7 separate regions of the Mus musculus genome follow, and regions 2, 3, 4, 5, 6 and 7 are each linked to region 1. A link is a contact called in public promoter capture Hi-C data. All regions are on one chromosome and are shown on one strand. Each heading gives the region's core, a stretch centred on a gene start, on an enhancer-like site or on the middle of the called end of the contact. The rest is flanking DNA. Distances are from core to core; before and after follow the strand shown.

Region 1 (4,078 bases), core at 348-2,847:
CCAATCGTTTGATGATATGTGTAGTCAAGTCTTCAGGCAGCTCTGGCAAGAGACCCTGAGACAGAATTACCTAACCACCCTGTACCCAAGTTCCCAATCTACAGAATTTGTGGGTCGACAAATGTTTATTGATGTGGGTTAGTAAGCTTTGGAGGACAATTGATATGCAGCAAAAGATTTTACTAAGACACTGTGTAACAACTAAAAGCTGCTTTAAATTTTGTGGTAACATGAAGGGGCTAAAGGAGTTGGCTTCAGCTTCAAGTTCCTAAGGGCAGCGCCAAGGAAGAAAGGAAGTAAATGCTGTTAATCCCACAGGAAAAAAAAAAATCAGTCCCACAGATTCGAGGAGAAAGACCATCAACCCCAAACCATCATGGCCAAATTAATTAATCAAGCTTTTCTTGGTATGTATACATGGGCTGGACATAGGTAAGGTAAGATTGTAATAGTTCAGGAGTAGGGGGTTTCCAGATGAGGATTTGGCAGGCAAATAGGCATGTATTACCGAAGCAGAACATAAGCATACCAAGTTGGTCATAACAGCCTCTTGAAACAAAGACATGGTTGCAAGGTGGTTACAACAGGGTCACCATAATAACCTTTTAAAATAAAGGCATGGGGCAGTACAGAGCCATTTGTAGCTAAGGTTACAGGTGGGACATAGCCCAATCCTTGAGAAACCTAGTTTGTCTTTACTATAAGATGGCTTTTACGCCTGAGATGGAGGCAGTCTGGTTTATCAAGATTTATCGTGAGAAGTGAAGAGCTATACTGTTGTGGCCTTCAAATCCATTGGGAGAAACCAAAGACTTAGGCTCAATTCAAATTTATATTAAAATGAGTTTATGCTTACTGCTAGCAGAAGGAAGGCAGCTTTAGAGCCCAAACAGCATTCCATAGGGAAGGGGGACTAAGGATAAGATGGGGTTTTAAATTGGACATCAGAAAGGTGTATATTACAACTTACCACGAAATACAAGCTGGGCAGGAAAACTGTTTTACTTTCCTCAGTTGTTTCTCACCTTCCCGCTATATAGTAATTAAAAGATCATTTCATCCCTTTCCCATAGCGATAGTGAGTTTTAAAGAAGCAAAGGCAGCAGTTACTATCCTCACAGCCATTATCCTATTCTTATCTCACCTGCAGGTCTCTAGTACCTCCCAGGCATCCAACAGCCCTTAAGGGATCCCTGGCTCCACATTAACTTTCTTTAGTCATCACAGGGGACCTGTGTACATTATTTCTCAGGCAGGTCTGAGCACTCTAATGACAGGGATAGAGCAGTTCATTTCTGGGCACGGAAACCAGTGACATCAGGTTAGGGCCGTCTGTCATGTCTCCACACTGTTGGCAGCATTCCTTCCAGAGCTAAAGATCCTGCTTGCTGGGAGGGAAGGAACAAACTCGCTCACCCCAGCAGAAGCAGAAGCAGAAGCGTAGAGACTCAAGTGCGCCCAAGCAAACCCAGCGCCTGCGCCGTGCGCGCCTCGCCTCCAGGTGGCGATGTCGCGCGCCGAGCCAGCGATAGGGAAGCGCAGGCGCTCGGCCCTCCGCTCGAGCGGAAGGCTCTAGGGGGCGTAGTCGACCGAGCGGCGAGCGCTGGGGATTCCTCGGGAGCGCAGGCCCGGAGCTCCTTGCTTTCGGTTTCTTCCCGGGGCCGACCGAAGCTTGCGGTCCGACTCTCGCCATGAAGCTGCGCGTGCGGCTTCAGAAGCGGACCCAGCCGCTCGAGGTGCCGGAGTCGGAGCCAACGCTCGGGCAGCTGCGCGCGCACCTCAGCCAGGTCCTGCTGCCCACGTTGGGGTTCAGGTGAGCCGCGTCGCTGTCGTGGGGCTCGGGGGATGGCGCGCTTCGAGCGGTCACGTGAGGCCCGGGCCTCCCGGGTGTAGCTGCACTGGGCGCCTGTGACTGTGACGCTCGGCAGCTGGGTGCTGGCCGGGGTCCGGCTCCGAGAGACCATGGCCCAGCCTCCCCCGGGTGCCGCTGTCCTCCCCGGTGAGTAGTCACTTCCGGGGTTTCGGTCGCTGCGGCCCCGAGGGCGGGAAGGGAACTCGGGAAGCTTGGCTTGCGTTAAATCTCCCGGTGTTAACTTGAGTTTACCTCTGCGGTTGGGATAGTTCAGTGGTTAAATCGGAAAAGCATCGTGCTCAAGGTGACAAAAGTCTTGACACCTTAGGTCACTGTAATTTGTGCCACTGCCCAAGGCTACAGTAACTTTAAAAACAGCTGAGCGTGCAAGTGGCAGACTGCACCTAACTGTAACTTTCTCACTTTCTCACTGTAAGGGTTCAGGAAGTACGCCTGTCAGCGGGCATTCTCTGGGTGAGAATGTTGCTTTTTTTTCACGAATAGAGGCATGACCCTAGAGAGCTTACAGTTTCATGGCAAGTTGAAAAAGGATTAGGTTCTATTACTAATTTATGGGGTTCTATTACTAATTTTTGCAGATGAAGCGTCTGTGTTTCTGCAGAAGATAGTTTCAGGACATAGAGAGATAACTGTATGGACGACCCACTTCAAGTGCTGAGCTAGAAATTTGAACTAGTGAAGAAAAAAAAAATTAAAAAGATGGGCTCTGGGGCTTCTAAAGGGAAAAATTTTCAAAGAAAAACGTTTCCCATTAATTGGCATTTTAAATAAGCCTTTTCACTTTATTTGTAGGGAGTTAAGCAAAGTGAGACCCTGAATAGATTTTTTCACCCTTCCTCCCTGCTCCCATCCCCCCATTAAGTGAGCCTGAGCTACACCTTTATTCTAGCGCTCTGGAGGAAGAGGCAGGGTTCAAGGTCAGCCTGGTCTACATAGCAAGTTCCAGACCAGCCAGTGTTACATTGTGAGACCCTGTCTAATAAGATAATAATGTTAGCCAAACCATTAAAAAAAGAGCATTTTTTCATATTAAAAGAAAATATGTTGCTGTATTATATATAATATATATTTCCATATAATGGTGACCTACCCACATGTTACTTATTGGTGTAAAACCAAGTGTTTTCAATGTTGATAACAGTTATCTCTCCTCACACTTTGAGAATTCAATTTTTAAGGTATTTACAAGTAGTCTTACTTCTCAGTTAAGCAGGGCAGTTTTGAAAGGGTTGGAAACCCAAGAGCTCTGTTTCTCTTGCATGCTGTTTTCACAGTTGCAGTTGGTTAGGTGGATGGAATTTAAGCCTCAGCTTGTGAAAGTAAACTCATTTCTCTGAAATTTTGTTCATTTAGGGAACAGAAGAGAAGCTTTAAAATGTGTTCATGTGACACATTTGTTATTCTTAAAGAGTATTTTCTAGTAAGCAGATCAAAGATTGCATATATGTATATATGCAAGCTTCTGGAATTGTATTATTTTTGGTAAAATCACCTGACCCCCCAAAATGACAGAAAATAGGGCCTTGGAAAACACTTCAGAAAAGTGGGAGGGAAAACTGGCATTTCTGTTAAACAGACCGCTCCTTATCCCATCTACAGAACGAATTGTTTGCTTGGGGAGTCCCCTTTCTGCCAAGGTTGACATGGTGTGTCCCTGGGCCCCTGGCAGGTTTTCAGCTTGTTGTTGACCAGAACATTTTGCAAGCATCAGAGCATCTTATTTCCTGAGGAGTAGGAATAGTTTTAACTCCAGTAATGTCTCTTTAATGGATGTGTCTTAAGAAAAATGAATGGGGTTGGGGGTTGGCGGGTTGGCTGAGGCGTTTGATGCACCAGCCTGACACTGGAGTTTGAAGCCCCAGCACGATGGAAAGCTGGAAGCAAAGCTGTGGGTTAAACTGGTTGATGTGTTAAGTTTAAGAAGCTCCTCATGGTCAGAGATGATGAGTACTGCAAAGTCTGTGCTTTAGAATTGGTGAAGTGTAGGTTACTGATTCGCCTCCCTGCCTACTAAAGCTCCAGTTACAAGTCTATGACCCAGGCTTTTGATGAGAACAAGTAATTTTGTCTCCTGCTTTTTCTTTCTTTCTTTCTTTTTAAAATATTATATAGAGCTTTTGGGAACATAGCATGTACTTTAATGTATTCCAAATGTATTATTTGGAATATTGGTAGGTAGCTCTTACTATGCTCATCCATCTTTCT
Region 2 (3,542 bases), core at 602-3,101, 2.4 Mb after region 1:
CTCCCTCCACTCTCAGTGAGAAGCATCTCAATGGGAGGCAATAAAAATCGGTGCTTAGTGGGAAATCTGAACTTTTGAGGTTTATAAGAAACAAGGCAGCAGCCGGGCGTGATGGTACATGCCTTTAATCCCAGCACTTGGGAGGCAGAGGCAGGCGAATTTCTGAGTTCGAGGCTAGCCTGGTCTACAGAGTGAGTTCCAGGGCTATACAGAGAAATCCTGTCTCAAAAAACCAAAAAAGAAAAAAGGCAGCAGGCCCAGGGTTCTGTCAACTTGGCACTAGAAAACATACTGGGGGGAGGAGGGAATAAACTAAGTATCAAGTTTGAGAAACACAGTCAAGAACATCAGGACAAACCAAGAATAAGACTAATGGAGATTACAAAGATAAAGGGCACAAAGCATTCAACTGGAACGCCTGATAAAAGAGGTGGGTAGTGCCGCCCTGTAATCCCAGGTGGAAGGGAGGGAGGGAAGAGTTCAAGGCTTGCCTGGCTACATTGGGAGTTAGAACCCAGCCGGGGCTTCTTGAGACACTGTTTCAAAATCCTCCACACCGTTCTGTCCCAGCTTCCCCCACTCCTGTCCCCTCCCCTTCCCACCCTCCCCCCACCAAGCAAAACAAAACCTAATAATTCCCAAACCAACCAACAAAACCAACGAAAGCTTCAGAAGAAAGAGGATAAGTTGAGGACTAGACGAATGAAACAAAGTAGGAAAGTGAGGGGTTTCATTTTAATTTTCTTTTGTTTATTGACAAGGTCTCACTACCAAGACCAGGTTGGCTTTGAACTCATAACCTTCTTGCCTCAACGTCCCAAGTGCTCAACAGGTATGCACTGTGGTAGACACTGCATTTGAGAGTATGCCGTGTAATGAGGGTAATTCCCCACTCCCACCCCACCCCCACACAAAAAGACCCAGGTAGGCCCAAACAATTCTCCAAGTGAATTTGACCCGAAAACTTAGTTAGTTCTCTATAACACTCCAGTTCCTTTTTAAAATTTTTTATAATTAACAATGCCAATTCAATAGCTATACTACCCAGTTGTATTTGAAAGGGTTTCTGAAATGGCTCAGCAGGTTAAGGTGATGCCAAGCCTGACTTCAGTTCCTTGAACCCGCAGCATGGAAGGACAGAAACAAGTGACCCTCACCATACACTCACACACACACACACACACACACACACACACACACACGCACACGCACACGCACTCACACACACGCGCACGCGTGCGAGTTCCCCTGCATACACAAACTTATAAGCAGATTGATTACCTATCAAAAGCTAAGGCTTCAGATAGTAACTAAATCCGTTAGTTTTCCCTGCTTTGCCACAATCAGCCTACCTGTGACCTCAAAAAATTTTTTTTGATAAATGCCCGATTAGTGACTTTTGTTTTTCCAAAACCAATTAAACCTCGTGTACGAACGTCTAGAGTAGATTATGTCATTTGGGACAAGCCGAATATGCATTCCCTAGCCACGATCTTTCAAATTTTCTTTCGAAGATAAACTTGAGGCAGGAGCTGTGTTTTTTTGGTTCATCAGGATTGCCCATTGGCACACTGCAGGGGACAGCCCGGGTCGCTTACCTGTTGGTTGGGTGGGTCCCACCGTGCAGAAGGCAGAGGGCCCAAAGGGCAGGGCCCACGGCGCACGCGCAGATGGGAGGGCGCGCGCCTGCCCTTGCCCCTCCGCCCTCTAGGTGGCGCTGGCGACTCGCCGCCGCCTCTCCGAGGCCAACCCCGGGTGGCGCCGGGCGCCTTGCGGGCCCTGGGTCCGCCTCCGCCGCGCCGAGGGCGTGGGCTCCGGGCTCCCGGAAGCGGCGGCCGCGGCGTGGAGCCCAGCGGGCCGTCGGTCGCCGGAGCGACAATGTGCGGCAGCCGGGGGCTGTGAGCTAAGCGCGGCGGCGCGTCCGGGGGCCCCTGAATGGCGGCTCGCTGAGGCGGTGGCGCGGCGCGGGCTCCTCCTGGCGTGGGGTGGCGGGGCCGGGGTGATGCTGCTTAAGCTCCTGCAGAGACAGACCTATACCTGCCTATCCCACAGGTATGGGCTCTACGTCTGCTTCGTGGGCGTCGTTGTCACCATCGTCTCGGCTTTCCAGTTCGGAGAGGTGAGTAGCGGAGCCCGAGCCCCGGAGCCGCGTGCGCAGCATTCCCCGATTGAGCCCCGCGGTGCCGGCACCCCGAATCTCCCTTCTGCCTCCCCATCTTCCCTGCAGCCTGGGGACCAGCACACGGCCCACTAGTCCCAGGCGCTGAGCGTGCATCCTCTCCCCGGCTCGCCTGCAGCAGCTGGACTGGACGTCCGGGCCTCGCGTGCTTCAGCGTGCGCATGGATCCCCTTCCTTCTGCAGGGTGTCCCCAAGAGTCCTCTGGCCATTTGATTTTGGCTCTAAGGCCTTGCGCTGGTGAAACTCTCTCCTAGGGTTTGTATTTTTCTGTAGTGATCCTTCATTCCCTGGCTCTCCGTAGGATCCAGTCCTGCGGTGCCACCCTACTAGTCCTTCACCGTTGACAAAACACCTTATCTTCTGTTTCTTCTGGATCGCAGACTTTGTCTTAGAGGCATGCGCGGCTTTGCATGTGAATTTTGCGCCGTTTTGCATGTGAATTTTGCGCCGTTTTGCATGTGAATTTTGCAGAGTGAAAGGGAGATTTTTTTAAATTAACTTTTTTCCTTTTTCATAATGGCTCTGCTGTTTTGTACAGCTGCATGCCAGCGGGTTGGAGGCCTTACTAGTGAGAATGCACACGCTGATGGGAAGCACCAAGTGCTTATCTCAGAGTAGGGCCCTTGTCAGGTGACTAGGACTGCCTGCGGATCTTGGACTCCAGCCCCGGACCTCTTGAGAGCCAGCACAGACCCACCCTTGCGTCATGGGCTATGCTAATACTTTTTAGATCAAGTCGCTGGTCCTTCTTGGACTGAGAACTGCGTTTAATTGATGTGCAGTGAAGCAGTTTGATTAGACTGTAAACTCTTCAAAGAGCACAGACAACCGGTTTGGGAGGTGTGAGCAGCCAGGTTAAATGAATTTTATGCTCCTTTGGAGACATACCTTGAACGTTCTGGGGACTGCCATTACTCTTCAGTTTAAATTTCAGTTATTTGATTCTTGGGTAGTCTAGTACAGTCTTCGCCATCTTAAGTGTGCAAAGGGGTATGAGCAGGTCAGAAATGAATGGGCACAAGTGTGCCATTCAACAGAACACTGCCCCTGGAGACAGGAAGAAAACATGCGCTTTCAAAGAGTTTGGAATGGTCTCCCTGTTTTATTTATTTGCTTATATTTTAGTAAGAGGTTAAAAGGGTTTTATAATTAACAGAATGCTCTTATAAAACGGCACAATACGTATGTGTGCGCTCAGCACCTACACCGGACTGTAAGCTCGGTGGAGAAACTGGTGTCACTTTAAATGCTGTAACCCTAGCCCAAGCCCAGTGCCAGGCAGTGCCAGTGTGTGCATACTAAGCGTCTGCTTAGTGATTGGCTGAGCGATATGGCCGGGTTCTAAGTGTGTTTTTAGTGGTTG
Region 3 (4,158 bases), core at 1,362-3,861, 2.4 Mb before region 1:
TCTTGACCTTTGCTTCTGTGTCTAATTCTTTCACATAAAATACTAGAAATGGTTTCCATTGTATCCAGTTCTACGCCCCTGGATCTCCAGGGAGGAAAGTTGCAGCCCAGCATGTGCTGTGTAAAGAACAGTATCCGCCATGCTCTGCGGGCTCTGAGGGGCTCCTAAAGCTATCTTCTACCACCCCACCCACCCCAGCCCCGAAGCAGTCACACTGATGGGTGAGGACTCGTCTCAACAGCAATGACAACTTTCCTACAGGTGGCTCTGTGGCTTGTAAAAGCACTTGTCACCCAGGTCTGAGGACCTGAAATCAATCCCTGGAACCTGCATGGTGTAATTAAGAGAATTGACTTCCACAAACTGTCCTCTGACCTCCACATCCGCACGCCCACATCCGCACACATCTGTATCAGAGTCAGGAAATGTCACAGAAGAGGAGATGAGAGAATGAGGCAGAGTATTGTGAAATACTGTTACTGGACCAGTGACTTCCACTCGTGGACTCACAGCAATTCGGTCACGTAAATGAGGTAATGCCAGTCAGCATTGCAGCCTGGGATGGAGGCCCCAGAGCCCTACCCTTAGTGAGAAGCTACAGGCTGTTGGTGGCTCCTGGGAAGGGATGGCCAGTTTGCTTTGGGGGTGTGGCTGTTGGGAGGTTGCCCTGGCTCCACTGGATGGCCCCACACCCATGCATAGGAAGAGAGCACTAATTAGATTGTGTGTTATTGAGGGGGGAAGAGGACAGGAAAATGGGTGGGGAACATGTTTTGGGGTGTCTGGAAAGAGAAGATGGGGAGGTGATCTGATATTAATACGCTGTATAAGTATAGGAAATTATTGAAGAATAAAAAGTACTTAAAAATATTCCTTACGAGAAAGGCAACAAGACAATTGTCTGAATTAAGTAAGGGCTTTACCACTTTGCAGGGACGCCAACTGTCTAAGAATAAACCTTTACTGTGGACAAAAATATTTTTTAAAATTAAAAAGAATGTCAGGTAGGAGTAACAATGACTCTAAACATCTTCCGCCCCCCCCCCCACACACACAAGCTCAAAATTGTAAACCATACAGACGAGATATAATTTTAGACTATTCCGCCGATTTCAAGACCATCTGCCCCATGTTCCTTGTTTTCTGTGGAGTTTCTGCAGATGAGAACACCGGACAATTAGAAGCAGAACTGCAGCCCAGGTCTCAGACTCATTTATGCCATTCAGAAATGGTGCGCACCCATTAGAGGCCTCAAAACTCCAGACTGTGCGATGTCTGTGTGCCTGGCTCTGCCACCATCACGACTGGTTAGGGAAACGGTCTGTCTTTGACCTTCCGTGTCACCAAGTACAAAGCAAATGGAAAGCCCTATTCACAACCACGGTGGTTATGATTTCCACACGCTTATGTTCAGATCCTAACGACAGGGGAGGAAGGCTGAAATGCTTTCCAACAAAGGCTGGGGTCCAAAGCAAACACCTGACATCCAGAGCTGTATAAGGAAGCCTGCGAAGAATTAGCACAATACATGCCAGTCTGTTTAAAAAGTTGAATCAGTTAAAAAACAAAACAAACAAACAAACAAACAAAACAGGCTGAGCATAACAACACATCTGTAATCCCAGCACCCAAGATGTAAGTTCAAGGCTAGCGTGGTCTACAGGGCAAGTTTTCAGTCCAGTTATGGCTACATAGTAAGACCTTGTATCAAAACAAAACACAACAAAAAACAAAATCCCAAGTAATGGGAATACTAATTATCACAGCTTGCTTACATATCCTTGCTCCTCTACATGGGGACAATCATTCAGAACTGAGCCTAAGACAGGCACACACCGATAGCCCTTTTGATTTATTCTGCAAGGGAGAGATGGGGGAAATGTAGGTAAACTCATCAAACTTCCATCTGGGAGGTACAAGTTACTTTGGGAGCCAAGGAAGAAACCCGAAAGAAGAGGAGAGACTGTGAAGAACAGCTTGAGCCTTTCTAGTTTTTTCAGGACCGGAGATACTAGAGGATGAAGGTATTTATTTAAATAAGCTAGGGATGCCATACCAGGAAAGGGAATAGAAGATCCCTGGGGAAAGTCCTGTGACTTCTGAACTACTGTCACTATGCACTATCTCAAGCTCAAAGGGCTTGATTCACATCTCCACTATATTAATGAAGCCCCATCACCACCACCCTGTGGCACAAATGGGGCAAATGTTGGAATTTTCTCTTCCCTGGGTCGACTTGGCGATGGATCCAGGTTTTCTGTGCTTCCTATTCCGGCCCCTGCATTCATTAGGTCTCGTGGACTCGTTAGTACCAGCAGCGTCTGTGTGGATAGTGCTGTCGCCTTCTTCTGCACGAGACACTGCTTGAAAACCTTGTTACCCTGCTAGGGAGCTACTACTGTGGGACAACGACTGCCCGACCTCCCCGAGCGCCGGTGGGGCACCGCGGCTCCCTCCCAGCCTTCCCGGGGGTACCTGGGGGCTGTCCTGCAGCGCCTCCTCCAGCAGGAGCTTGTCCACGGCGGGCATGGCGCGGCGGCGAGGGAGCGCGGGATGCGAGGAGGGGACACTCGGCGCTCGGGGACTTGAGACTTAGCTCGGAGCCCGCGCCTGCCCACTCTCCGCGGCCCGCCCCTCAGCCCGGCCCCCCGCTGCCGGGATCAACAGGAAGTGTGGCAGGCGCCGGACATGTAGACAGTCCGGGACAGGACACCGGAAGTGTGGCGACCACGCTTCCGTCCGATCCCGGGGCTTCGGGCCCCTCCGGCCAGCGCAGCAGCACCGGGAGGTTCCGGCTGGAGGCTGCCCTCCCCGGTGCTCGAGGCTGCCCTCCCCCGTGCTCATGGCGCATCTCCGGGTGGGACGATAGGCTTTTATCTTCTTGCGGTTCTGCAGATTGCTCTCTCTGTGTGGGAGGAGATAAGAGTGAACAGATTTTGCAGTTGTTCTCTGGCCTCTTTTTGGGGTGTGTGGGGGGGGGGGCGGGGGTAGGGAGTCAGGCTGTCATCTAACTCGCTGTGTAACTGAGGATGATTCTAAATTTCTGATCCTCTTGCCTCCACTTTCAGAGCGTGATGGGATAACAGACTTCGACTACCAAACTGGAGTTTTGTGCAGTGCTGGGGATCAAACCCAGGGCTTCCTTCAAGTTAGGCAAACCCTCTACCAAAGTAGCCACACCCCCAGCCTTGGCGTCTTCTTATTTTATTTTTTAATTTGGGTTAGAAGATGGGCTTGGGTAGAGCAGGAGAGATGGTGTAAAGGACATTGCAGAAGATGTGAGTTTGCTTCTCAGCACCTGGTAGGAGGCTGTGGCATGCACCTTATTTCCCGTAGGGACATGCATGGGCACACTCATGTGCACGTATCTCCCATAGGAAATGCACACACCATTTAAAAATACAACAAGACAAATTATATTTAGTGTGTGAAGTTCAGAAGACAAACTGTGAAAGACTTTTCTCCTTCCAACCATGGGGATTCTGGATATTAAACTCAGGTCTCAGGCTTGGAGATAAGTGCCCTTAACTATTGAACCATCTTACCAGCCTCTGGCCTCTTTTTTTTTTTTTTAAATACCAGGACAGGCCCACACTCAAACAGTTCAGAGCACAGACATTACGTGTGTGTGTGTGTGTGTGTGTGTGTGCGTGCGTGCGTGTGTGTGTGTGTGTGTGTGTGTGTGTGTGTGTGTTTTCCGTGATATTCAGATCACTGCTAAATGATTTGGGGCCATATAATTAGGTCTCATCTTCCTGGTTTTTTAAGGTTTTTCGTTATGGAGAATTTCATAATGAAATTTTCGGGGTTAGAAAGGATAGATTATGTAGTTCTGTGATGTCATTTAAAAGTGAGAAGAAGGGACACTGGAGAATGAGATACTTTACTCAGGACCCTACAGCGTAGGCTGGAGAAAGAAGAAAAGGTTGTGTAGAAGGTCAGAAGTGGAATTTGACGTATATTAAAGGCACGAGTTTCAATGGATTGACACATAAAATCAGTACTATTTGTCCAATGAGGTGTCACCAAAATTACCAGGAGAGTATGATACTGCACAAATTCTATGTCTTATGGGAACTACCTGAGCAGTTAGTGTTGGTTGTGAAATCTGTAGGATCAGGGTCACCAGTGAAGAATTATTCAGATTAAGTTAGCCCC
Region 4 (3,840 bases), core at 1,321-3,820, 2.6 Mb after region 1:
TGGTGCTGTCGTTCACAGGGTGGCTTCAGTGGAATTAAAGCCAACAGCGTTGACTGTGAAACCATCTACAGGGTGTGTGGCTGCTACAGGCTAGAGCAGCACAGAAATTATCACGTTCTTCAGGGTGTAAAAGTCAGTGGTCCTTAAAGGCGACATTCTTATGAAGACAAACTAAAGATGCAGCTCCTTTAACAATCATTTCTGCTGGTAAGGGAATTTTAAAAGGACATCGCTGTACTTCCTTGATGGCTTTTAAAAATATCAGTGATGCTTTGGGGGATGCCACTTCCCACCAGCCAAATTTAAACTAAGCAAAGAATCTATGGGTATAAGATTACTGTCCTGGGTGGAGGGGCCCCTACACAGACTATAAAACATAGTTTGACAGCAAAAGAAACTTGTGGAGACTTTAGTCTTCATGGGCATTTATATTTTAAATGTATAAAATATATATGAGTACAAAAAAATTATATCTTCTTTCTAAGCTCTCTAATCTCATTCTTTCTAAATGCAGAATAGATTTGGATCAAGTCGTCAAAGCAAACACAAACCAACCCTTTCATCCAGCAGGCAGAATAATTGAATTTGCTTTATTGGTTCCGCAGCCTAGCACCTGACTTATTAATCTTCGAGCTTTCTTGTTGTTTTCAGTTGGGATTTCAAACAACAGATGCCGTTCAGACCGTTTTAAAATAATCTTCTGTTTTCAGTTAGGAACCATAAAAGGCGTTTCATCCAAGTAAGCCTTGAAGAGGCAGGTCAAGTGACCCATCAGATAAAAGGGACATTTAATACTCATGTAAATCATTTGCATTACAAAGAAGACACTTTCGCAGGGGTTGGACACACACACACACACACACACACACACACACACACACATTTCCCCCCGGAGTTGGGATTAAGTTCCCATATTAATGCATGCATTTGGTGTGGTTATTTTGGGAGAAAGACTTCATCCATCAATGCTCCCTGCCACTAAATAGGGCCAACCTGTAACTGATCACCCCAACCTGTCAGCACTGACTACCTAATTACATAAAGAAAAAATACTTAAAAGCCTTTTCAGAACTCGGTTAGTAGCTCAACTTCAGCTTTAACATGTGGCATCTCTTGCAAAGTTCTTCACAATAACGGCAACAAACACTTTTCAAGATTAAAAATGAAAAGTCTAAATATTGTTTTTTATGTTCACCTCTAAGCCTGTGTACGTGTGTCTGTGTGTGTGCAAGTATGCTTTTATTTACAGAGGAGAAATAAAAAAAAAAAAAAGATTCAAAAAGCCCAAGTGAAACGGATTTGATTCAAATATTTGCATTTTTGTATTAGTTCCAAAGAAGCAAAACATCAAAAACTTGGCTTGTCAAAAACTTGGCTCATCAAAAACTTGGCTCAAGACTCAAAGGTATTCCTCTCCTCTGCAGTCTTTAGTAAGGGGTGAAAGATTTATGTCATCCCAAGGGAAACCAGAGTATGAGGTAATAGTTATAAAAGATGTTTCCACTAGAAGTTAATGTATTAATGAGAATGTACATTTTCATTATTTTCATAACCTCTAACACTAATTTAATTCCATTACTAACCAGAAATTTTAAAATACTGATCTTTTTATAGAAAGGAGAAGTTTTTCTTCTAATGAAGACTACTCTTTAATTGTCTTTCGTTTTTATTCTTAGTTATTTTCTTAAAGGCTACATATTTTAAGATTGTATGCCGCAAAACTCAGGAGAGGTGCAACCTACCACTCATATTCAGAAAAAATTTCTTTCCCAGCAAGAAATTTCAAAGCTGGGCTCCCAAAGGACAATCAAAGAAGAATTCTTATTTGTATATTTCAAATGCCTTTCTGTGAAAAAGAAGAAAAACTACAAATAATATCACAGATTCTTATTATTTGAAAACTTGACCAAATTTATAAAGTGCTTGAAAAAACATCCGATGTTCCAAGCACTGCACACTGCAAACACAAGGTGGAAATTTAGAGAAACAAAGTTAAAAAAAAAACAGCTTGAAAATGCAGCCTTCTTACCGTGAGCAGTTAACATCTTTCATGTAAGCATTTTAAGGACCTTTTGAAATTGAATAATACATTTTCCATTTAATCATTGGAATCAATATAACTTTATAAACTTTTTCAGATATTTCTCAGTTAATTATATAGTCTTCTGGTCTTTTCACACCCATTTTTTAAAATCTTTGTACCCCAGTAATTCTACTGTTTTATAGTCTTTTTTTAAAAAACAATCAGACAACTGTTTAAAAATAAATACTAAAATAAATATTAGAGACCATAAGAAGAATATTTATAGGTGTTCTTACCCTCTTTCTTAGTGGGTTCTGGCATGACCACAACAAAAGATTACTCTCCAAAAGGTTTTCTCCTTTCTAGCAGCGGTTGACAGAAACCCCAAGGGCAGCAGAGAGATGGTGTGGGTCAGTGTGACAAGCAGCTGCTTAGAGGTGGACCGGTTTTATACAGGCTCCGACCATCAATCATGTTGGCGCCTCCCTACTTCGGCACAAGGATGCTGAAACCTGACAGCTCTGGGACCTTTCTCACATCTGTTGTCTGCGCTCCGCTCTCCCGCCTGCTGGAAGGACTCTCCTGTCCGTCTCGTGTGGCAGATGCGAGCATCTCTAACTTTCTAAATTCAGCTGTGCCTCGTGCTCTTTCCTGTTCTCTGCCTGTTCCACAGAAGCGTGTGCCGACTCAGCAGTGCACGGAGTTTTCTGGGCGATGAAATAAATAGATGAAAATCATACTACATGAGCCTGGCTTCTCTCTTAATTTTTATTAAAACTTTTTTTAAGGTATATTAAGAAGATCATTTTTATGCCCACATTATTTGTTCATTTTCCTTATTTCTTAGTTAATGAGATTAAAAATTTTTATTGTATTTCTACACCAATGTTAACTAGTCAGTTAAATATTTTGTTTCATTCTCTCTACTAAGAATAGCAAAGCTGTCTATTTTAGGATACATTGCTCTTGCAACATTTTCAAGAGACAGATATTCTTTTTAAAATTACAAGCATATAAACAAGAATGGAACAAACAGATATGCCACAATGTGAATAGAACTTGAGAGAAACCAGCAATAAAATATAGGTTATACAGTCAAGTTATCCAACCATACTTTCATGAAATATCCTGCCTAGGTAAACATATAACATTGGCAAATAACTTAAGTGATTGTCACAGGCTAGGGGAAGTAGAATTAGAACTGAAGGCACATGAATGCAAAGCTTTTCCTGGCAATGATGAAGGTGTTCTGGAATTGGAGTGTGGGAATGGTTTCATAGCTTTGTGAAATACACACACACACACACACACACACACACACACACACACACACACACACACCACTAAACTGTACATGTGCAACATAAGTAAAGAAAGTCAGATAGACCAGACAATGTTTTGATTCACGGTGACAAATGGCTTCCCCAGAACACCATGAGTAAACAGAACAGTGATTATTAAGATGGCAAATGGGCCCAAAAATATAATCCAAGACAGTCACAGAAGGTATCAGACTTGGTCACTTAGCCTGAAACCTAGAGGAACTAATGAGACCACATGTGTTTTTAACAGAATGTCCCGAACCAGCCACATTGTCTCGGTTAATTTCCCCTGTGACTGAGAGCACAGCTGGGCAGACTTAGTTCTACCAAGCACCGTGCCAAGCTAGGTTTTCATATACGGATGGGAACTCTAGCTCTCAATAGCATCATGAGTTAGCTATGCGGGAAGTCAGAGAGGCAGGCTGGACAGCACTTTCAACGAATACCCCCCTGTTAAGAAAGCCTTCTCTTGTTCTACTGAACACGCCATTCGCC
Region 5 (4,016 bases), core at 1,175-3,674, 2.5 Mb before region 1:
AGGGTGGGAAGCAGGTTTTGGAGTGAAGTACCCAAAATTCAGTTGTGGATTCAATGATGTTCACTAGATGCCCATGTAAAGTTCCTGTGGAAATGTGCAGTTGACATAGCATGGAATTATAGAGTTACATTTAAAGGCCATATCAAACTTTGGTGATAAAGGTTTTCTTAGACTCTTGGCTTTCCTCCAAATATATTTCTGCCAAGTCTTTTCTTTTTACAAGTCATCATGTTCTGAATTGTCCACTTTTCAACTTTTCCCCAGATTTTATTTGTTTGGATTTTGTTAGAAAAAAAAAAAAGGAGCATTTTCTAATTTCTTTGCAATGCCAGGTATGGTGGCACATGCCTGTAAACCCAGCACTTAGTAACTGGAGGCAGGAAGATCTGAAGTTCAAGGTCAGCCTAAGCTACATAGTGAGTTCAAAGTTAGTCTGGGCCACGACAACAAAAACCCTCTTGTTATAGATTATGCAATGAGCACAAGATACGTGCTAGCTATTAATAAAGCATTACTTCTTTTATTTAGATTTCTAAATGTAAGCATCTAAGTCATAAAATATTACAAAAGGAATTTTGAAATAAACTTTAAAAAAAACCCTGCCATAATAATTAATTTCTAACTCAAAAGCCTGGGAGGATGTCACTGTGAGATGCTTGCTAATGACCAAGTGGATCAGTGATGCAATCACCATCATGGCTGTTCCCTCTGCTACATAAAGCCACTTTTATGATGACAGCCATTGGCTTCTGTATCGTTGTCTCCTCCACTTCCAGGCTAAGTGATCTCTAGAGAGTTGCTTCTTCTTAGCTCAGGGCATCCGTGGAGCACGTGACCTACACTAAGCCAATGGGTCCACCCCTCCTGATATTTGGGTTTCTGAGATTGGCTGGAAAGTGTGCTCAAGTAAAGAAAGGCTAATCACTGCTGGCAAGACTTGATTCTGGGACTTTTGTTCGAGTTATCAGTTCAGCGTGCTCTTTTTCTCTCGTGGGCTAGATTTAGTCTTGTGATAATGTGGGCCCGAAGCTGCCAACAGCTACCATATGGAACCTAAAGAAGGCTGCCAGAACTGCATGCTACAGAAACTGAAAATTCCAATAGGCCACCCTGAAGCCAGAGACACACTAAGTCCACATGTGTTTGTCAGCTGTCACTGTAACAAACACTTTTGTTAGAAAAAAAAAGCATTTTCTAATTTCTTTGCAATGCCAGGCATGGTGACACATGCCTGTATTCCCAGCACTTAGGAAAGCACTTTACAAAGTAAAGATGTTCATTTGTGGCTCAGATCTGTAGAGGTTTCCCTCCATAGCCTTGTCACAGGCCCAGGAGCAGCAGGGACTCTCAGCTACGATAATGAGATCTTGTCTCAAAATAAAACCAAGCCCAAACCTTAGCATCTCAGAACATGCTCTTCAAGAGAACATTCTATATTGATTTGTGGTACTTTATATAATGCAAATAACTTTAAAACTCTGCTTGAAAAAGACTCAGCTAATAGACACAAGAAAAATTTAAGAGCCACTTTGTATTAATGAGCACCTACCCGTTTTCAAGTAATCCAGTCTTCTTTAATGAGATTTGAATTCTTCCTATGCATTTGCAAACACATGAGCATAAATAAACGTTTACGTCGATTGTAGATGTTACAGCAAATATGCATTGTTCTAAAATCGACTCCTCTCCTTTTTTTTTTTTTCTTTTTTTTCTTTAATGCCATTTGAGACCTATTTCATTTTGTAGCTTTCTAGGAGTTCAGAGTATGGATGTCTTAAATTTTACATTATGATTTTTTTTTTGATGCTATTTAGACTGCTTCGTAGAAGTACATACTAAAAACTGCCCTGATAGAAAGCGTTTTGTGTAAACGTTAGGATAGATGTAGAACTCAGGGTAACACAGTTCCCACCCCACCTTCTTAAAAGCAAGGAAAGAAAGAATAGTGATCTATGTAAAGCAAACCCAGTAGTGAGATTGCTTGGTGGCGTTCTTAAAGTCATTACTTTTTTACACACACAGGTCTTTTCTCAACAAATAATCTGCACAGGAAGTGCAAGGGGATCAAGGAATCGCGAGGGTAAAGACAGAAAGGGAGCTGGTGAGACAGGCATCTTGGTCCAAGGGCTCGGGCAGTGTCCAGGTGAAGGACCGGGTCTTGCGTTGGGCCCCACCCGGTTATTTCCATTCTTTCCAGGTTAGACTGAGGGAGTAATCCCCTAGGATATAAAAAAAAAAGAGCCTCGAGGAACGGAATGTGCCCTGAGAACAGTCGTGAACGGCAGCGAGACCAGGAAAGGATGCAGGATGCCAACGGCAGCCATCACTATGGCGGCCGCGCCGGGAGCAGGCGGTCGACTCGCTTTCCCAGCGGCTCCCGCGGTCCGCAGGGCCGAGAGTCCACTGGCTCTGGCGTGCGGGGGCGGGGCCGAAGCCGGAAGTCACGTGCCGTGACAGCGGCTGGGGTGAGGCCCGCGTCGCGGCTGTGGCTGCTCGGGGCTGTGTCTGTGGGAGGTTCCGCGGCGATGGCCGTGGACACTCTGTCGCCCGACTGGGACTTCGACCGCGTGGACGACGGCTCTCAGAGTAAGCCCCGGCATCGGGCGAGGCGGGCCGGGCGGCGCTGCGGACGGAGGGCGGCGCGGTGCGGCGCCGCGCTGCGCAGCCGCCCTCTCGGGACCCTCCCGCTGGGTGGGACTGGGGCGCTCTGCGTGACCGTGTGGTCGCGTCTGGCCGTGCACTCGCACCCTGCGTCCCTCCCGGAATCGGTGACGGGCCAGCGGTGCCATCGCTGGGGAGCCCCGCGCGAGGCCATCCTCCCGGGTTGTCCATCCCGTCCCAGGGTTTGCCCCAGATGCTCAGCCTTCAGTTCTAGAAGAGTCTGGGTTCCCGTTTCGGTTTCCTGTTTTTCTTTGCTTCTCAAGCCAACTTTTGAAGTTTGGATTCACGTTCTTAGAACCACAGAGACAGCTAAAAACAGCTCTTTCTGGCCTTAAAAAAAAAATCAACCAACATAGGAATATCTTATTCCTTCTCGGCCCTTTATTGATTTTTAAATAGCTGAAAAGGTTTTTAAATCTATTTTAACTTTTTAAAAAATCAGATCTGCTTCGCAGTTGCCTCATGACGTCAAGTCCAAGTTTATGTTTAAAATCACTTCCAACCCCAAAAGCCTCATAGTTTGTTTCAGCATAAATGGACAACCCAAACTAATTAGAGACACTCTGGAGGTTGATTTGTTTGTTTGTTTGTTTGTTTGTTTTTTCTGTGTGATAGAAGATATATTGGGGCGAGTTGCCCAAGAAATTTTTAAATGCATACCTTTCCCAAAAGTAGGAATGCCTTTAAAAATAAAGTACAGCTGCATTATGAATTATTTTACAGAGATACTAGACCATGTACAGATTCCTATGTAACTGTGTTTTGCCTTTACATCTAGTTGAACTATGTTCAGGGTGCTGGGCAGATCTTAAGATATTGGTCTTAGTCAGCATAAAGAAAAATCTAGATGGAAGGATAGTAACCACCCCTTCTCCTCCCCCCCCCCCCCCCCATTGTGCGCTGAGGTCCCTACTTTAGTTTAATCTAACCAAAGTTGGAATGAAGGTATACTGGGTTTCAGCTTTAAGTGGAATGAATGATCAGTTATTTAGACATAATCAGTTTTTTAGATGCTCAGGACTGGGGAAAGGAGTGGAAACAGGACGTGGGTGAGGACACAATATAAAAACCATGTATGTATGAAAATGCCATGGTGAAACTCATAATGTTGTTTACTAACTTTAAAAAGTAGTAGGAAAACTACAAGAAATGCAGTTTGTTGGGAGGGGGAGTATGTTATGCACAGAGGGCCACTGGTTCTTAGTCTCTTCTTGTACTTTAAGAACTTTTATGAGTTCATAGCTACTTGTTATCTTACTGGCAAGGAATTTAGTGTTGCTGTCGTTTACCCAGGTCTAACCAGGTGATCTCTTAGCATGTCTTTCAAGTACAGTCTTTAAGAACCCATTTGCTGG
Region 6 (3,677 bases), core at 591-3,090, 2.2 Mb after region 1:
CAAGGTCAGCCTGGGACAAAGCAAGTCCCAGATTCAGGAGTGGTGGTATGTAGAGACTGTGGCTCTAGAGAACCCTGAGTAATACAATGTGCATATATAATTTTAATGGAACTGCCCTATTTCATGGCAACAATGCCCCTGCTAGATACTGCAGGCTAACAAAAAGCCTAGAACTAGGAATGGATTACCTCTTTTAGAGCTTTTGGTCAGTGAAGTCCCATAGACCCTGACAGTAAAAGCATTGCTGCAGGTAACACAATGAAGGCCTAGAAACAATCAATGAAGAAGGTGGCTATGCTAGCCACACAGCTTTCCAGGGAGTGGCATTTTAGAATGCAAGTATTCACGTTTATCCAAAAGAGATCCTGATTTGGCTTGTCTAAGGCTAACCTCTGGAGTGGGCATTTTTTGTTTGTTTGTTTGTTTGTTTGTTTTTTTGTTTTTGTTTTTTTTTTGTTTTTTTGTTTTTTGAGACAGGGTTTCTCTGTATAGCCCTGGCTGTCCTGGAATTCACTTTGTAGACCAGCCTGGCCTCGAACTCAGAAATCCACCTGTCTCTGCCTCCCAAGTGCTGGGATTAAAGGCGTGCGCCACCACGCCCGGCCCTGGAGTGGGCGTTTTAAGAAGCACTCCCAAACAGAAGCTCACGAATCCCATTCAGAAAAACATGACTCTTCTTCTGCCATAAAAGGCCCTTCGTCAGCTTTTGTGTCTACTTCTGCCTTGTTTCATTATTCTCCACTTCTGGGCATTTCTACTTACACCACCAAACAATCTTTCCTTTGCCTTAAACGCCATATGCCCTCATGTCTCTGTACCTTTGTTTGGACAAAGGTTTATTCCAGATTGTCATCTTAACTGCTCTTAATGTTAAGTAGATACTAAAGTCGGCTTCCTCTTCTTGTACAACTTAGAAGCTCCTATTATCCACAGAACCGCACACTTTGCATGTGGTGTGCATGTACTCGTGGATCTACAAGTGTTTGTACATGCTAATTTGCAATGCCACAACTTTCACAGGAGTTTGTTTGCACGTCCATCTAACTTTTGCACATCAAAATTCTGCATGTCCTCCCTTTGACTAGTGTAGCAGAGGAGATCCTGTCACTTCTTCAGTACTTGTTTTGGTACAATAAAAAGGTTTACTTTTGCTTAGGTGACCTGCCCTAACTCACATCGCTGGTAAAATGTGCAGCCAAACTCTGAACCAAAATCTTCATACTGTAGGTGTAAGATCGTTTACATGACGTAAGTGCAGTCACTTTCACAGCTGTGTGTCTCAGTTGTTGCTTGAAATTATGTTATGTCAAAACAAACAAACAAACACCCTTAGAAACGGATCTCCAGTGCATGAGGCTTGCCAGGGCTGAAGACAAGTTCTGACAGACTTCTCTAGACTTCACAAGGGCTAACAGAGTATCTGGCACTTAGTAGGATTACACAAAAAGAGAAGTGCTCTTCAGTGAATTATGGATCTTTTTTTTGTTTGTTTGTTTTGTAACAGGACTAAGCAATTAAAATCTCAAAACGGATACAGCTCAGCTTCTAACTTTCCCAGTCTGACCTCATCCCAACCCTGCGTCTGTCTCCCTGTTTCTGTCTGTCTGAATCTGTCTCTTTCTGTTTCTCTTTCTCTATTTCTCTCTCCGTCTCTTTCCCTCACTCCACCACTCCCACCCACCCACCCCCTTTTCTTTTTCAGATTTTTTCAGATTTTACAGCTAAAACAGCAACTGTGAAACCTGCTCATCAGCAGCTTTTCCCCGGCCCAATTTTACAATCGGAATCATGAACTACCAATCCCAGAATGCTGAGCGAGAGCGAGGGGGCGGGGCGGCCTCTCTGAAGCCACCCATTGAATGGTGAACACTCGCGCTTTCTTCCGGAAAGGCCCCGAAGGCAGGAACTTGGGAAAGGAGTCTGGGCTCTCTACTGGGCTGGGAGGAGCTTGTGCCTGAGCCCCGGGGTCCCCATCCGCTGAGGAGATGGATGAGGATGGGCTTCCTCTCATGGGGTCAGGCATAGACCTGACCAAGGTTTGTAAAAGACCGACTTGAGCGTCCGACAAACAGGGAAGGAGGCTTGGCCAAGGGGCCCTGGTTCCCAGGGAGACGCCACCTCTCCAGGCCCAATCCGGGCCCCTGTTTTCCTACTCTGGGCAATGGGGGGAGCCCTGCAGTCCACTTTGAAAGGGGTCCCTCCTGGGCTAAGAAAAGAATTGGTGTGCCACGCAGCCTTTGCTCCCCACATCACGTGTCTCTACGCCCGAGGTTGACAGTCTGGAGATAGTACCACCTCTGACACTTCACCTCTTATTCGACTCTCTAGCTGCTCGTGTGTGTGTGTGTGTGTGTGTGTGTGTGTGTGTGTGTGTGTGTGTGTTTGACTCACACAAGATTCAGAAAAACAAATCAGCGACTCTTCTTAGCCCTTCGTGAACCACATGTCCCAGGGCAAAGACCATCCATCCCCCTCTATGAAATCCAGATATCCAAAGGATTGCAGAGAGTGTGTTTCTCCTGTAAGAATCGTGTTTGCTTTTTTACATGACACAGGTGCCAGCTATTCAACAGAAAAGAACCGTGGCCTTTCTAAACCAGTTTGTGGTGCACACTGTGCAGTTTCTCAACCGGTTTTCCGCAGTTTGTGAGGAGGTAGGTCCCGGGCTACTACTTCATGGAGCGGCCGAGAAGTCGCCTTCCGTCTTTCGTGGTGACAAATGTAGTCAAATGAAGTCAAACAAGAATTACAGCCTTCGTGTGTTCACTTTGCCATGAAATTCAAATGTCTTAAGGCCTTAGCATCTCTGATTCTGTCCCCATAAGTCCTGTGCGCTGTCTCAACTGAATTAGTATTCTAGAAGCTTCCATGAGATAGCTCAGCCAAGTTTGTTGTAATTATAACAAAGGGAATTCCAGAATTTCACAGTGGAATTTTTTTTTTATTTGAAAGGTTTTGTTTCATCTTCCTATTCTAGAGATTACATTTTAAATGTATGTTCGAGTTTATATCGAATTGCTTTCCATCCTTTGTGCCAAAAAGGATTCATGGAGGCAGCCTAGAGATACATGTTTCAAAAAATACTTTTCTGCAAATAACTGGATACATCATGAAGTGATAATTAAGTACATAGATAAGAATTAGGTGCCAGGTCCAGGAACCTCTCCTGAGCTTGCAAAAAGTTTTGTTTTTTGTTTATTTTAGAGGAAAATGGGGAATATATATTGAAACTGAATTTAAGAAAGGAAATAACAAATTAGAAACCTATAGACAAGTCACAGCCGGATCGATTTAATATCCTGTTTTCTTATATTGTCATATGTGAGGCTTATCGTTGAGAAAACGGTGATTGCTGAATGTGTGGCTGTTCATCGGAATTGCCCAGAGACAGGAAGCTTCTGGTTTGAGTACAGTTTGATCTGTTTATGATGGGTTGTGATTAAGGCCTTGAACATGCTCCGCACATGCACTCTGCCCCGACACCCCCAGCCCGGCCGTGGTCTTTCTTTCTTTATCAGATTTCCTTCAGCTTTTCCACTGAGACAAATGAAAGTAAAACATGTGCTGATGCAGTAAGGAGCCCAGTTCTGCGTGCCTTGTGTTTGAACAGCCCCAAGACTGGTGCTTGCTCCTAGGCCTCACTTCTTCTCTTCTCTTTTTGGTTTATGAGAACATTT
Region 7 (3,636 bases), core at 1,118-3,617, 2.5 Mb after region 1:
GGAATTCCAAGACTGCAGGAAGGCCACCCAAGGAAGGGAAAACTCACCGACCTCCTCAGGTTGATAAGGGTAAAACCCACAACAAATGTGAACGCCCTTCACATACATACTTGCATCATATCAAACGCCAGTGTTTTCAGACATGCCACAAATCCAACAAAAAGAATGTATCCTTCACAGTTGGATCAACTTGGATCTGAATTTTATCGACCCATGTCACTTATTAAAGCAAAATAGCCAGAAACTAGTCTTAGAACACGTTCGTAGCTACATCTTATGTGGATCCTACAATGTTGTTCCTCTTCTTACTCAGGCTACTTAGAGGCAAATACAGGATCCAGTGACATGCACTTTACAAACTCGCATAGTTATCTTCCATCTACCCCTTAGCCCTTTTACCTGGGCCGCTCTGGCTTAAGTGATCTCTCAGGGCCTATCACATCCTCTTTGAAAAATGAGTCTAATCCTATAAGATAATCACAAATTTATCTCATCCACAAGTCCCCTTCCACCCTAGGGCCTTAGGCCTTGTTTATCCGTTCGTTCTCCTAAGTGCTCCGTCCACAAATGAATGGTGAATGACATCCATGCTGACAGCTTAATTGGCTAATGCCAGAAACACCCAGACTGTTAGCCAAATCTAAGCCCAAATCAAAGCTAAATTTTACTATGCTTGCGTCACAACACTGTTTACCAACTGTGTATTTTTAATAGGTTGAGAGAGTTTTACTTTGTTGAGTAAAGGGCAGGGCCCTACAATTATCTGCATGTATCCTTCAGTCCTCACAGCTGCCCTGTAAAATTGGCCTGGCAGGCATTATTTCTATTTTCAAAACAGATCGGTTAGGTCTGCCATGGTGGCGGATGATGGGGAGTCAAATCCTTCACTTGCAGGCCTGCCATGCTTCCATCCTGATACAGTGAGCTTCAGGGGGTTCGGGAACCAGTGAAACCCCAAACAGCTTAGTGTTTTAAATCACATGAAAACAAGTGACAGTGGAGGTACACGTGACAAACACAGTTGTTGGCAGGCAAGATGTTTTAAAGGGCAGGCTCCACTAAGCCCTTAAAAAGAAGTGTTTGCATGGATGCAGAACATGAGCTATTTCTATTGTATTCCTGGTATCCAACCTCGACTCTCGAGTTTGTGCACGATCTATATTTACACGTAATTACAGAGGGAGCGTAAAGAAAGTAATGCCATGGAATCTGCAATGTTATCCTATATAGTGTTTCAAGACACTCTCCCTTGTTTTTATGCTCTCTATACTCAGCCCAATGAACCACTTCTGACCACCACTGTCTAAAGCCCATGTTAATATTCTTACTTTAGACTTAGGTTGGATATAATTACAACTAATAAAATATGTTGGTATTTATAATCTCAAAGTCTAGATAATTGTAAAGACTGTCACCTACATCCTGTTTGTTTTTCATGAAAAAGCCAAGGAAGCAACGAGGAAGTTTCTTATCTTATCCAGAAATAACTTATCTTCGATCAGTGCTACCAGTAATTTCAGGATCGCTAGGCACCACCTTTGAGAAACAGAATTATAAAGTGCTAAAGGGCACTTGGCCTTACCTAACCCATCCACAAGTCCTGCTAGCATGGAGATGTAGGTATTTAATCTCCAGTGTGCGAAATATGGGCTGGTGGTCCCATGGCCCCAGGGATGAGATTGGCAGACAGGGCTGGGGCAGTAAGTGACCTTGACAGCGCCCCTGCCCCCCAGAGAAGCTCAGAATGGTCACAGGATTGGGGTAGTGGTGCGACAGTCTCTAGGAGCCCCGGGGAGGCTGAAAATGAATACTGCCAGGGGACAGCAATCTGGTCGCGTCCGCACCTCCCTCCTAGAGGGAGACCTAGAGGATGCTCCGCTACGCAGGGTCTCCCCGCTCCACTGACGCCTATAGTGGAGCCGTCTCCGAAGGAGGCCCAAGGGGGGCTCCAGGGAACAGTACCATCGGGCGGCCAGCCCTACCTCCTCCGTGACTGTAGGGCAGTAGAAGATGAGCACTAGTGTGGTGACCAGGTTGATGGCGAGGCCGATGAGGGTGATGGTGTTGGGGGCCATCCAGAGCGGGATCCATTGGAGCAGCCAGGTCCAGTAAAGCTGCAGCGGCGGCTCGAACAGCGACTCTCCCACCGCGGTGTAGCGGTGCTCCTCCAGCCGCCGCAGCTGCGCGGCACTGAGCGGCTCACCTAGCGCCTTTACCCAGCGCGGCGCCGGCCTGGCCCCGGCGCCCGCCGCCATGGCTGCCTGCGGGGCCCGCCGCGACCCGGCGCAGCCCGCGGCCCGCGCGGGGGGCGGAGAGAGCCGAGCGAGGGCACAGCGCCCGGGCCAGCTCCGCCGGTGGGACTCACTTAGCAGCGGGCCGCGGGGGCGGGGCCGGGCCTCGGGGGCGGGGCAAGGCCGGGCCACGGGGGGGTGGGGCCTCAGCGAGCTCGCGGGCGGTGGCGAGGCTGGGGGCGGGACCGGGGCGGGGCCTCAGTGAGCTTGGCTCTGGACGCCCCGGGAGGGGTCAAGCAGCCTGCGCTTTCAGACTCAGGTCGAGGGCAGCTCTGGCCCTGCCGCTGTGACTTTTCTATTGGGGCTCAAGGGTTCGCCCTCCTCTCCAGCCTTTGCTCAGGTTTCCGTGACGACGCTTGGCTAGCCTGGATCCTGGTTGAGCTGGTTTTTTTCTACTGAGTGGTAGGAACAACTCTGACTTGTGTGTCTATGCCCCGGCCTCTTATTAGTCAAGAAAATGTCGCCTACTGAAACCTGGAGTGGTCACCATGTATGTACTGATCAGAAAGTACTCAAGCACCATGGGAATATACAAAGGCCCCTCCGCATATTAACTTAGTTACCCCTCACTGCGGGATCAGACGGCAAGGTTTTAAAACAAACAAACAAAACCCCCAGATCTTAGAAATATTGTCGTCAAAGGGAAACTGAATGTTTGAAACTCAAATGCCTGTTTTTTCAGACCACTTGACACTCCTTCCTTGGAGCAGAGAAAATTCTTAGCCAGTTTCACAGTTTCTTCAGTGGAGAAGGCCGATTGCCACATAATGGAAGGTCACCAGCTCCTTACTTCACAATGCACCCATTTGGACTGGGGGCTGTCATAAGCATGTTCTATTGCCTAACCAGACATAGGCTGCCCACTTGATCTAGACGTAGTGGGTCTGATCTGTATGCACCTTTCTAACACATCAGACAAGCTGGAAACTACTTTCTGCTTTCTTGGATTAAGCAACAGAGGTCATGGGATACACTCTTCCTCACCTATTTTGAGGAACGGTTAGCAACTTTTGGCTCAAAAGACAGGCCTTCCATCTCATTCTCACAGCACACTACAGAAGTATGCGTCTTACATTTTTTAATTACTGGGAAAAAAAACAAAGAATAAAGTTTATGATGTTAGAATTGATATAATTTAAATCTCAGTTCTGTGACTATAGCTGTGTTTCTTCCCACAGAGGTGAGGAGTTGTATAGCACAAGATGACTTACAAAGTCTTGAATATTCATTACCTGGCCTCTTACCAAAAATAAAATAAAATAAAATAAAATAAAATAAAATAAAATAAAATAAAATAGCTGGGTGATGGTACTGCAGGCCTTTATCCCAGCACTTTCCAGTCAGA

The links. Promoter capture Hi-C pulls out the DNA fragments that hold promoters and counts their contacts.
Region 2: a contact with region 1 is called in a promoter capture Hi-C map of pre-B cells, with 4 times the contacts expected there. The contact joins the promoter of Gnptab here to the promoter of Fbxo7 in region 1. A contact is called at or near these places in 4 of 39 promoter capture datasets (hippocampal neurons, liver and pre-B cells), 1 of 484 Hi-C or Micro-C datasets (pre-B cells), 1 of 115 datasets of contacts at active chromatin or transcription factors (astrocytes) and 1 of 9 other capture datasets (adipose tissue).
Region 3: a promoter capture Hi-C map of liver shows a contact between it and region 1, with 4 times the contacts expected there. The contact joins the promoter of Appl2 here to the promoter of Fbxo7 in region 1. A contact is called at or near these places in 2 of 39 promoter capture datasets (both in liver).
Region 4: a contact with region 1 is called in a promoter capture Hi-C map of liver, with 4 times the contacts expected there. The contact joins the promoter of Mybpc1 here to the promoter of Fbxo7 in region 1. A contact is called at or near these places in 3 of 39 promoter capture datasets (hippocampal neurons and liver).
Region 5: a promoter capture Hi-C map of liver shows a contact between it and region 1, with 5 times the contacts expected there. The contact joins the promoter of Washc4 here to the promoter of Fbxo7 in region 1. A contact is called at or near these places in 5 of 39 promoter capture datasets (cranial neural crest, hippocampal neurons, liver and 1 more).
Region 6: a contact with region 1 is called in a promoter capture Hi-C map of pre-B cells, with 6 times the contacts expected there. The contact joins the promoter of Washc3 here to the promoter of Fbxo7 in region 1. A contact is called at or near these places in 5 of 39 promoter capture datasets (the C10 cell line, hippocampal neurons, liver and 1 more).
Region 7: a contact with region 1 is called in a promoter capture Hi-C map of pre-B cells, with 7 times the contacts expected there. The contact joins the promoter of Chpt1 here to the promoter of Fbxo7 in region 1. A contact is called at or near these places in 3 of 39 promoter capture datasets (hippocampal neurons, liver and pre-B cells) and 1 of 9 other capture datasets (liver).

What each region holds. Positions count from the first base shown.
Region 1 is chr10:86,020,332-86,024,409 of GRCm38.p6, forward strand. It overlaps Fbxo7 (F-box protein 7), which reads left to right and starts at 1,598. Exons shown (of 9, transcript NM_153195.2): 1 at 1,598-1,813. The coding sequence starts at 1,692.
Region 2 is chr10:88,377,417-88,380,958 of GRCm38.p6, forward strand. Gnptab (N-acetylglucosamine-1-phosphate transferase, alpha and beta subunits) reads left to right here and starts at 1,852. Exons shown (of 21, transcript NM_001004164.3): 1 at 1,852-2,119. The coding sequence starts at 2,003. It overlaps Gm40733 (predicted gene, 40733), which reads right to left and starts at 1,648. Exons shown (of 5, transcript NR_168608.1): 1 at 1,599-1,648.
Region 3 is chr10:83,646,053-83,650,210 of GRCm38.p6, forward strand. It overlaps Appl2 (adaptor protein, phosphotyrosine interaction, PH domain and leucine zipper containing 2), which reads right to left and starts at 2,612. Exons shown (of 21, transcript NM_145220.2): 1 at 2,476-2,612. The coding sequence starts at 2,529.
Region 4 is chr10:88,602,582-88,606,421 of GRCm38.p6, forward strand. Mybpc1 (myosin binding protein C, slow-type) reads right to left here and starts at 2,571. Exons shown (of 29, transcript NM_175418.5): 1 at 2,320-2,571. The coding sequence starts at 2,344.
Region 5 is chr10:83,541,517-83,545,532 of GRCm38.p6, forward strand. Washc4 (WASH complex subunit 4) reads left to right here and starts at 2,425. Exons shown (of 33, transcript NM_001033375.2): 1 at 2,425-2,586. The coding sequence starts at 2,526.
Region 6 is chr10:88,199,257-88,202,933 of GRCm38.p6, forward strand. Washc3 (WASH complex subunit 3) reads left to right here and starts at 1,841. Exons shown (of 7, transcript NM_026070.3): 1 at 1,841-2,036; 2 at 2,556-2,654. The coding sequence starts at 1,986.
Region 7 is chr10:88,501,603-88,505,238 of GRCm38.p6, forward strand. It overlaps Chpt1 (choline phosphotransferase 1), which reads right to left and starts at 2,368. Exons shown (of 8, transcript NM_144807.3): 1 at 1,983-2,368. The coding sequence starts at 2,255.